2 separate regions of the Mus musculus genome follow, and region 2 is linked to region 1. A link is a contact called in public Hi-C data. All regions are on one chromosome and are shown on one strand. The core of a region is the stretch at or near the end of the contact, and the rest is flanking DNA. Distances in the headings are between cores, read along the strand shown.

What was found. Hi-C and Micro-C count contacts between places; a contact is called where the count stands out from the background.
Region 2: a Hi-C map of bone marrow-derived macrophages shows a contact between it and region 1, with 11 read pairs. A contact is called at or near these places in 2 of 484 Hi-C or Micro-C datasets (Th1 cells and bone marrow-derived macrophages), 2 of 130 datasets of targeted methods (large pre-B cells and stem cell-derived neural progenitor cells) and 2 of 9 other capture datasets (embryonic stem cells and liver).

What each region holds. Positions count from the first base shown.
Region 1 is chr19:31,973,703-31,979,418 of GRCm38.p6, reverse strand. No RefSeq gene overlaps it. Among named protein-coding and RNA genes, the nearest start is that of A1cf, 110 kb to the right of the region's middle.
Region 2 is chr19:32,580,971-32,586,686 of GRCm38.p6, reverse strand. No RefSeq gene overlaps it. Among named protein-coding and RNA genes, the nearest start is that of Papss2, 36 kb to the left of the region's middle.

The DNA.
Region 1 (5,716 bases), core at 2,104-4,603:
TATTAAAGAAAAAGAAAATAGCAATTAATATTCATGATAAGAAAAAGAAAAAAGAAAAAGTGTTCTATAGGCTTTTTGTACCTCTTGGCCATCACTTTCTTTAGGTTGAGGAAGTTTTCTTCTATGATTTTGTTGAAGACATTTTCAAGTCCTTTGAGCTGGGAATCTTCGTTCTCCTCTATTCTGATTATTCTTAGATTTGGTCTTTTCATTGTGTCCTGAATTTCCTGGATGCTTTGGGTTAGAAGATTTTTATGTTTTGAATTTTCTTTGACAGTTGTGTCAATATTTTCTAAGGTACCTTCTACACCTGAGATTCTCTCTTCTATCTCTTGTACTCTGTTGGTGATGCTTATATCTGTGATTCCTGACCTCTTTCCTAGGTTTTCCATTTAATGGTTGCCTCCATTTGTGTTTTCTTTATTGTTTCTATTTCTACTTTTGGGTCTTGGACCACTTTTTTCAATTCCTTCACCTGTTTGTGTTTTCCTGTACTTCTTTAAGAGATTAATTTGTTTCCTCTTTAATGGCTTCTATCTGTTTAACTGTATTTCCTGAATTTCTTTCAGTGAGTTATTTATATCCTCCTTAAAGGACTCTATATGTTCATGAGATAAGATTTTAGATCAGCTTTCTGATTTTCACATATGTCAGTGTATCATGAGCTTTGCAGGCTTTCCCTCCCTCTCTTTCTTTCTTTTCCCCTTCCTTCCTTCCTTCCTTCCTTCCTTCCTTCCTTCCTTCCTTCCTTCCTTCCTTCCTTCCTTCCTCTCTCTCTCTCTCTCTCTCTCTCTCTCTCTCTCTCTCTTTCTTTCTTTCTCTCTTTCTCTCTTTCTCTCTTTCTTTCTCTCTCTCTTTTTTGTTCTCTCTGTTTTACTTCCTTCCTTCCTTCCTTTCTTTCTTCCTTCCTTCCTTCCTTCCTCTCTCTCTTTCCTTTCTTTCTTCCTTTATGTATGTATATTGTGTGTCATGTGCATGTAGTGTGTATGCTCATGCATGTGAGTGCATGTTTGTGCACATAGTTCAAAGCTAGAAGTTGACCTCAGGTGTACTTCTTGATTACTCTCCAGTGTTTTTCTTGAGATTAAGGTCTCTGGGTGAACTGGATTGTGCAGATTCTGCTAGCCTCAGTGCCCAGCTTCCCTGGGGAATCCTCCAATGCTGAGATTTCAGGCAGGCTGCCACACACACCTGGCTTTTATATGGATACTGGGAATCCGAAATGTGGTCCTTACGCTGGCATGACAGGCAAACCCTTCATTATGGGAACATCTCAGCTCCTTATCTGTTTATTTATTTAGTCTTTTTTTTCCCCATGTAGGATCTCAGCCTGACCTTCAGCTTGCTATAGAGCCAAGGATGCCCTTGAATCTGTGGCCCTCCTATGAGTAGCACTCATGAGATTACAGATGGGTGCCATGACTGTAGACCTGGTTTAATTATTAGTTGTAGCTTCATTTTAATTAGATTAAGGTTAATTTCATTTCTGTTTGCCAATAAGGCTTTTGTAGTAAATGTTTTTTTTTCTTTCTCTATTACACAAAGCCATAGACACATAGTGCCTGTCTTTTCACTTCAACTATGATTGGCACTAGATTTAGTAGCTGTCAGCCTGATCCATTCCTTTAAAAGACAGTCAGATATTTCTCCAAAACAGGTTTCTTTTGTCTCCTGGGAAAAGCAACATAGCAACCACTGATAGTGGGGTATTCACCAAGAAGACTATTGAAACATGGGTTTAAGTCAACCGAAAGTTTTTATCAGCCAGCCAGTGACTACACTGGGTGTTCATGATCCCAGTGTAGCACCAAGCCTTTCTTAGGGTGAACTTTTAGGCATAATATCCTAGGGAAAAAGATGGCCATCCAGCTATAAGAACCCTACAGAACTCCAAATTAGCAGCACTAGAAAGTAAAAGCCTCACAAACTATTATAATTCAAATACTATAGGTAAAATATTTAGAACACAGAGTAAAGAATGGGTATTAAAAGCAGCAAGAAAGAAAGGTCAAGTCACTTATAAGGATAGGTCCACCTTCTACCATGCCTGGTAGTGAGAGCATCCAGACTGGGGGGCTGTGTATATGGTGGTAGGCTTTCCTCCATCTGAGAGCCTGGGTCAGATCAATCAGTTCTGTTCTATGGGCTTGAGCCAGGGAGTTCTCACACCAGAGAAAGCCATTGTTAATACAGGGAAGCAGAACTGACAAACACACAGAAACACACACACACACACACACACACACACACACACACACAGAGAGAGAGAGAGAGAGAGAGAGAGAGAGAGAGAGAGAATAAAGACAACCAGGGGTGGCCATGTTTATAACCTGAACAGACAGAAGGATCCAGAGACATCTTAGTTCCTGGACACTGGATCAGCAGCCAAGTCTGACCTCTCCTTTATGTCCAAACAGAAGGCATCTTAACCAGACTTACCCTTGGAGGTGACAGACCAGGCAACTTTCTAATTTGTTTCCTTTGGAATGGAGGTGTCATTTCAAAGGTGCCTTTGAAGCATTAGGCAGCAATTGACCCTAGAAGTTCCCTGATCACCATACTCTTCCTTGCTCCAATGGCCTCTGAGAACCCCAATATCTTGAGGTCTAGAGCTTGGGACTTCAATGCGACCCCCAGAATTCTTCTTTTCTCATTTGTGAGTGTTTAAGCACAAAAGCCATGCTCTGCATTGACATACTTCAGTTAACAAAAACAGGCAGAAGCAGCACTGTAGAAGCTACAGAGCAAGGTTAGTACATTTTGAGGCTTTCCCAGAACTATGAACATATATGGATTGTTTTTTGGTTTTAGTTTTGGCATGTGGCACTGTCTATGTGCTGAGTTTTATGGCCTGAATGGTGCTTCCATCATGGAATCAGTTGTGCTAAGGTCTGGGCCTCTGTTCCATTTCGAGATGCCCAGTGCTCCCTATTGCTTCATGGTCTTGTCACTGGAGAGAAATTGGACATGTGCATATTTCACAAGGAAGGAAATAAGAACAGCCTGGTGCTTCAACTGCAGTGAAAATGACAGCGGTTGATTTAATTTCTCTGAATTTTATTTTATTCATTTTATACCGGAAATCATGGTTCCTTAAAACATTAACATTTTTGCTCATTGAGAAAAATTAAAATTTTTATTAACCACGAATTACTGTGCTGGTTAGTTTTTGCCCACTAGACACAAACTAGAGTCCCCTGGGAAGAGGGAGCCTCAGCTGAGGAATTGCCTCCCTTAGCCTGGCCTACAGGCTTGACTGATGATTGATGGAGCAGGGTCACTCTTGGCAGCAGCATCTCTGGGCAGGCAGATGTAAATTCTGTAAGAAAGCAGGTTGAGCAGGCAGAGGAAGGAATCCAGGAAGTAAAGCCTCCTCTCTCTGCTTCCTCCCTCTCCCCACTTCCTGTTCAAGGGTGAGCCAGATTAACCCTTTCCTCCCTCAGTCACTTTTTAGTGGCCATTTTATCACAACAGAAGCACTAACTAGACAATCACTTTCTAGTTCATTGAACTCGGGTTTTGAATAAAAGTAAGAAAAAATTATCTGCTTTTCAGTTCTAAAGAAATTTAGAAAATTTCTCCTTTCCCCAGTACCTATAGGGTTTCATTGTTTGCTTTCAGAAATCAGTGATGGACTGTAGCCTGGGGTTGCTAGCTAAACTAAACACTCCCTCCTAGAAGTTGCTTTTCTGTCAGGATATTTTATCATGGTAACAGAAATGAACCTAGACCAATGAGATTGTTCTGTTTTGTGGTGTGTGCGCATGTGCACACATGCGTGCACATGTGTGCATGAGTGTGTATGTGTGTGTGTTTATAGTATTTGTTAATTATTGGTAACAATATTATATTCATTTTTACAGAGAGATTTACTGAATTTAAACCCCTGCTTCTTTGTCTATACTTTCTTAGATCTCAGGTGTGTTGCCTGATCTTGTTTTCTTGGAGTTCTGTTCTGAAACCATCTGGGTGTGGTGACTTCAATTTATTTCATTTCATTTCATTTCATTTCATTTCATTTCATTTCATTTCATTTCATTTTTCACTTCTGAGAAAGCTCTTCTGTGATTCTTCTCTATTTACCTATAGATATTTAGTATATATAGTATTTAGTCTCGCCATCTCTACTATTTGTGAAGAAATTATTTTCTAGACCATCTTATTTAAGTTGTCATTTTTGAATGGTAGGCTGTATACTGTATATTTTAGGTATTTTTCATTTTCTGTAGTTTGTAGATGATCTACATTTGTCATCCCCTCTGGGTGGCCTGCTCTTTCCACCAACCCCTTACCATTTAGCTAAGTGACCCCTGCTCAGAGAACCACCTCACCTAACATAGCTTCTTTTCCCTTTTTTCCATTTTTTTTTGTGCCAACTCTCTTCCTGGCAACTCACTCTCTTATAATGTAGACCTATGGAGTCCTCTCATATTTTGATTGGAAGCGTAACCTTTAATGGCTGAGCCATCTCTCCAGCCTGAGTCAGCTATGTGTTAGCCATTCTGGCCCCAGTGCCTAAATGTGATCTGATTGGTAGCATTTCTCTGTAATAACTATTAAAATGAATACAAACCCAAGTATCCCCTGCTGCAGACCCTCTGGGTCCCTTTGTCTGCGTGGAAAGGGTCTCTAGTCACAGGTGGGCAAGGAGTCGGCGGGAATGACAGACAGATGCACACAGGAAATTGTGTAGAATCTGAATGTATTGTCACAAAGTGAACACCAGTCTTGTATAGGACAGAAAATAAAGGGGGTAGGAAGTCACAGCAGGCAAAGTACATTGAAGTTGCCTGACACAAAACAAAGGAGTGACTTCAAAGGGACTTACAGGAACCAGGTAGGTGTTTACAGTAATGATAAAGCAGTCCTGCCTAGGGTCAGCTTAATGACAGGTAAGGATTTCACACCATAATGCTACTCTTTTGAGCCTTATGAAGGCTAGCACCAGGGGGTTCTGCTCTAGCAGACCTTCTCATGAATAATGCAATACCACAACCCCCCTATTTCCTAGGCCTTGATAAATTCTTATATGAGTGTAACTTTTAAGTATCTGGAGAATCTCCATTTGTCAGAAGAATTCACCAACTTGCTTCTAATATGCAATGTAGCCTGTACTGAAGATTTCTGTCTCAGTGGGATTCCCTGGCTCTTTCATGGTAGTCCCTTGTTTGGGTGAGACTAACTACTGTCCTTAGTAAACACTGTGCAGACCAGCCCTGAGCTGCTGGCTCCATCTTTTGTAATGATTAATTAGTTACTGTCTCTATCAAGCTCCTCGGCTTCAAGCATTTTCTAGGACATTGGAACACTGGCGAAGGCTCTGGCTATGTCAGAATTCAAACTTAAAAGACACTTATAATAAAATAATACTAAAAGAGAGCACGCGGATCCATACACTAGACTAATGCTGGGATAGGGTGTGAGTATACAGGTTATGAGAACGCCAAAGCTCCAGGAGGTAAGTTCCTTTTGAAACTCTATGCCTCGTGAGTGCTCCTAGGCTTCTCAGCCTGTCAAGAAGACTTCACTGGAGGGTGCGTGGCAATCCCCCCTTTTTTTCCTTTTGTACCTAGAACCAGGTAGCATGTTTCAGGAAAAAGGAATCCTGCTGCAATTTCTGTTCCATCTTTGGTGCTTCTCCGTAAGAAGAGTCTAAGTTATATGGCTTCTTCATAGTTTGTCTAAGCCTTGATTTGTCTTGAGGTTGAATTTGGCT
Region 2 (5,716 bases), core at 2,182-4,681, 610 kb before region 1:
TCAGGACTTAAGGTCTCAAGGTCTTTGGCTGACTTTGAGTGGGCTTTTATATGAACTGAGAAAGGGATTGAGTTTCGTCTTTGTACAGTTGCTGAGGGGTGTTTTAGCATTTTCATTAAAGAAAACCAACCAACCAAAAACAAAAACAATAGCAAAAAACCCAAGCAATTGTTTTCCAACCTTTTACTCTGAGGTAGTGTCTGTCTTTGTCACTGAGGTGTGTTTCCTGTATGCAGCAAAATGCTGGGTCCTATTTATGTATCCAGTCTGTTAGTCTATGTCTTTTTATTGGAGAGTTGAGGCCATTGATGTTAAGAGATATTAAGGAAAAGTGATTGTGACTTCCTGTTATTTTTGTTGCTAGAGTTGGAAATATGTTTGTGTAGCTATCTTCTTTTCAGTTTGTTGAAAGATTACTTTATTGCTTTTTCTAGGGTGTAGTTTTCCCTCTTGTGTTGGTGTTTTCCATCTATTATCCTTTGTAGGGCTGGATTTGTGGAAAGATAGTGTGTAAATTTGGTTTTGTCATGGAATATCTTGGTTTCTCCGTCTACAGTAATTGAGAGTTTTGCTGGACATAGTAGCCTGGACTGGCATTTGTGTTCTCTTAGGGTCTGTATGAAATCTTTCCAGGATCTTCTAGCTTTCATAGTCTCTGTTGAGAAGTCTGGTGTAATTCTGATAGGTCTACCTTTATATGTTACTTGACCCTTTTCCCTTACTGCTTTTAATATTCTTTCTTTGTTTAGTGCATTTGGTGTTTTGATTATTATGTGACAGGAGGAATTTCTTTCCTGGTACAGTCCATTTGGAGTTCTGTAGGCTTCTTGTATTTTCATGGGCTTCTCTTTCTTTCGGTTAGGGAAGTTTTCTTCTGTAATTTTGTTGAAGATATTTACTGGCCCTTTAAGTTGGGAATCTTCACTCTCTTCTATACCTATTATCCTTAGGTTTGGTCTTCTCATTGTATCCTGGATTTCCTGGATGTTTTGGGTTAAGAGCTTTTTGCATTTTCCATTTTCTTTGACTGGTGTGTCAATGTTTTCTATGGTATCTTCTACACCTGAAATTCTCTCTTGTATCTCTTGTATTCTGTTGCTGATGCTCGCATCTATAACTCCTAACTTCTTTCCTAGGTTTTCTATCTCCAGAGTTGTCCCCCTTTGTGATTTCCTTATTGTTTCTAGTTCCATTTTTAGATTTTTCGTTCAACTCCTTCATCTGTTTGGTTGTGTTTTTCTGTAATTCTTTAAGGGACTTTTTGTGTTTCCTCTTTAAGGGCTTCTACCTGTTTACCTGTGTTCTCCTGTATTTCTTTAAGGGAATTATTTATGTCCTTCTTAAAGTCCTCTATCAGCATCATGAGATGTGATTTTAAATCTAAATTCCAGTGTGTTGTGTTGTCCAGGACTTGCTGTTGTGGAAAAACTGGGTTCTGATGATGCCATGTAGCCTTGATTTCTTTTTTTTTTAAGATTTATTTATTTATTATATGTAAGTACACTGTAGCTGTCTTCAGACACTCCAGAAGAGGGCGTTAGATCATGTTACAGATGGTTTTGAGCCACCATGTGGTTGCTGGGATTTGAACTTTGGACCTTCGGAAGAGCAGTCGGGTGCTCTTACCCACTGAGCCATTTCACTAGCCCCCGTAGCCTTGATTTCTGTTGGTTAGGTTCTTGCCTTTTGCCATCTGGTTATCAGTGGTGTTAGTTGGTCTAGCTGTCTCTGGCTTAAGCTTGTCTCTCTTGTGGGCCTGTAAGCCTGTGTCAGCACTCCTGGGAGATGAGCTCTCCTCTGGTAGAACCCATGCACAGTGGACTGTGGAACAACCCCAGCTCCTGGGTGCAGATGGAGGCTAGAAGGACCTTGTCCCAGCTGCTCCACTACTCCTGCTACCCGCGTGTTCCTGGCTGGTCCTGCCTTAGACAGTCACTGGAGAGAATATGGGGATCTCACCTCTGAGTCCAGGAGTCAGAGCACACTCCCTGGAGACCAGCTCTCCCCTGGCAGGACCTGTGCACAGAGGGCTGTGGAACAGCCCCAGCTCCTGGATGCAGATGGAGGCTGGAAGAACCATGTCTCAGCTGCTCCATGGTTCCTGTGGCCTGTGTGCTCCTGGCTGGTCCCACCTTAGACAGTAACTAGAGAGAAACCAAGTAACCCTGGTTTCTGTTAATTATGTTCTTATGCTTGCCTCCCGCCATCTGATTATCTCTAATGCTACCTGTTCTCCCTGTATCTGACTGGAGCCTGCCCTTCCTGTGATCCTGGTTGTGTCAGAACTCCTCTGAGTTCAGTTGTCTCTGGGATCCTGTGATCCTGAGATCCTGGGTATGACAGAGCTCCTGGAAGTCAAGCTGCTTCTGGGACCCTGAGATCCTGGTATTACTAAGCCCCTGGAACCCTGGGATCCCAGGATCCTGGGTATGTTAGAACACCAGGGAGTAGACCTTCCTCTAGGTGTTGTGGGATTGGCTGCAGAGTTCAAGCCCAAGGACTGCTCAGGGATCGGGTCCAGACCAAAAGGAACCCGTGCCAGTGGTCCGGCAGGGCTCCTGTGTCCCTGGATCCCTCTCTAGATAATTTTTTGTAATGTAGCCACTTTTACAATATTAAATCTGCTGATTCAAGAATGTGGGAGATCTTTCCACACTCTAGTCTCTCCCCAATTTCTTTCTTCATTGCTTTTTGTTTGTTTGTTTATTTAAGAATTCTGAGTCTTACATTTGTTTATTTTGATATTTTTGAGACAGTTTCTCTACATAGTCTTGGCTGTCCTGGAACTTACTGTGTAGATCAGGTTGGCTCCTAACTCAGAGGGGTTTGCCTCTGCCTTCTGAGTGTTGGGATCAAAGGCTTATGCCACTAAACCTGGCTCTTTGCACTTTTAAATTTTCATTGTAGAAATATTTTACTTCTTGCTTATTTACGTTTATTCATAGGAATCTTTTCAAGGATTTTGTGAATGGATTCCCCCTACCCCCCAATTTCATTCTTGTCAAGTTCATTACTGGTATACAGAAAAACTATTGATTTTTCTGAGTTGATTTTGTACTTCTTGAAATGTTTAACTCATAGCTAAGAGTTCTGTTATGAAATCTTTAAGGTCTTTTAAGTATGGAAATTCATGTCATGAGACCATAGGGGTCACTTAACTTCCTCTTTTCCTATTTTTATCTAATTTATTATTTTTCCTTTTTGTCTGCTCTGGCTAAGACTTGAAGTATTATATTGAATAAGAGCTGAAAATGATTCTGGTCTAACTGGATGTCTTCATGTAGAAGAATGCAAATAGATCTATGTCTATCACCCTGCCCAAAACTCAAGTTTAAGTGGATCAAAGGCTTCAACATAAAACCACACACACTGATAGAAGAGAATGTGGGGGAATAGTCTTGATTGCATCAGCACAGGAAACAACTGCTTGAACAGAATACCAAGCGCACAGGCACTAAGATCAACACTTGAATGCGATCCCATGAAACTGAAGAGCTTCTGTAAAGCCAAGGACATGGTCAATTGGACAAAACGACAACCTATGGAGTGGGAAAAGACCTTCACCAACTCCATCTCTGACAGAGGGACAATGTCCAAAATACATAGAGAACCCAAGAAACTAAACATTAACAAACTAAATAATTCAATTTAAAAAAATGGGGTATTTATCTAAACAGAGAATTCTCAACAGAGGAATCTTCCATGGCTGAGAAACACTCAAAGAAATGTTCAGCATCCTTAGTTATCAGGGAAATGTAAATCAAAGTGGTATTAAGATTCCACCTGGCAAAATGGCTAACGTCAAAAAATCTCAAGTGACAACTCATGCTGATGAGGCTGTGGAGCAAGGGGAACACGCTTCCACTGCTGGTGGACGTGCAAACTTGTACAGCTACTATGGAAGTCAGTGTGGTGGTTTCTCAGAAAATTAGAAACTGACCTACGTCAAGACCCAACTATACCACTTCAGGGCAAATACCCAAAAGATGCTGCATACCATCACAAGGACTTTGCTCAATTATGTTCATAGCATCTTTATTCATAATAGCCAGAAAATGGAAACAACCTAGATGTCCCTCAACTGAAGACTGGATAAAGAAAATGTGGTACATCTACACAATGGAGTATACTCAGCTGTTAATAAACAATGCCATCATGAAATTTGCAAGCAAATGGGTGAAACTAAAAAAAAAAAAGAAAAAAAAACTATACTGGATGAGGCAACGTAGACCCAGAAAGACAAACACAGTGTGTACCCACCTATAAATGGATATTAGCTGTAAAGTAAAAGACAATCATGTTACAGTTCACAGATCCAGAGAGGTTAAATAACAAGAAGGGCTTAAGGAAAGATGGAAGGATCTTTCTGGGAAGGGGAAATAGAATAGACGGGGTGGACTGGGGACAGGTGGGGTTGGGAACAGGAGGAATCAAGTGGCAGGGAGGGAGGGAGAAATATTTGGAGAAACTGCTGGGATTTGGGGACATTTCAGGAGCAGGTGAAGACCTAGTACAAGGGAAACTCCACAGAATCTAGGAGAGTAACCTTAGCAAAGATTCCTAGTGATGGGGGACACAGAGCCTGGCCCAGCCATCTTCTGTAACCAGCCAAGGCTTCAAGTGGAGTGATTGAACACCAACCCAGGCACAAAACCTTTCACCTATACTTTTTTCCTTGCCCGAAGAGTGTGCTGAGATTGGAGCCTAGCACGGTTGTCATCAAAGAGACCAGAGAGACTTCTTCCAACAACTGTGGGTACAGATGCACAGTCCCACTGCAAGGCGTTAGATGGAGGAGAGGGATGGAAGATCGCACGCCAGGGAACATGGCCCACAAAATCGACTCGCTGGGACTCAGAGGAACTTGAGAGGTGAGGGATCCTGTCTGAGCTAGGTCCTGTGCACTTATGTTATAGCCTAATGTTCTTGTGGAGATCCTCACAATGGCAGTGGAGGCTGTCCCTGACTTGTGCCTACTTGAAAGACTCTTTTCCTCTTAGTGGGTTCCTTGTCCAGCCTTGATGTAGTGACATGCGCTTGGTCTTATTTTAATTTTGTTACATGATGTTTGGTTGATGTTCCTGGGAGGCCTGTCTTCCTCAGAAGTGGGGTGGTGGTCAGGGTAGTGGTACCTGAGAAAGAGAAGTAGGGGTGTGGGCTAAGGGAAAACTGTTGGGTGTAATAGTAATAATATATGATAGAAGAACTAAAAAAATTTTTTTGAAATGTCAAAAAAGAGTTGAAATATCCTTGTCTCAATTCTGATTTTATCAAAAAAGTTTTCAATTCCCCCCCCCCAATTGGTATAAAGTTGGCTATATTTGTCATGTATAATCTTAATTATGTTGAGGTATGTTTTATTCCTAACTTCTTCAGGGCTTTTAAAATGAAAGCATATAGATGTTCGTCAAAAAGCCTTTTCTGTACCTGAGATGATCATATAATTTCTATCTTTAGTGTATTTATCTGCTGTCTTACACTTTTTTTTCTAAATTTATTTTTTTATGTATATTGTGTTTTTCCAATATGTTTGTATGTTCCCCATGTGCATGCCTGGAGTTTGTAGAGCAAGAAGTGCATGTTTTTGTTTTCATTTGGTTCTCTGCCTTTCCCCCTCCCTTCTTGATTTCTTTAATGCTCTAATGCTTATTAAGAGTATGTTGTTCAGTCTCCAAGTACTTGTTTATTTCTGTGGTTTTTCTTGCTACTAAATTCT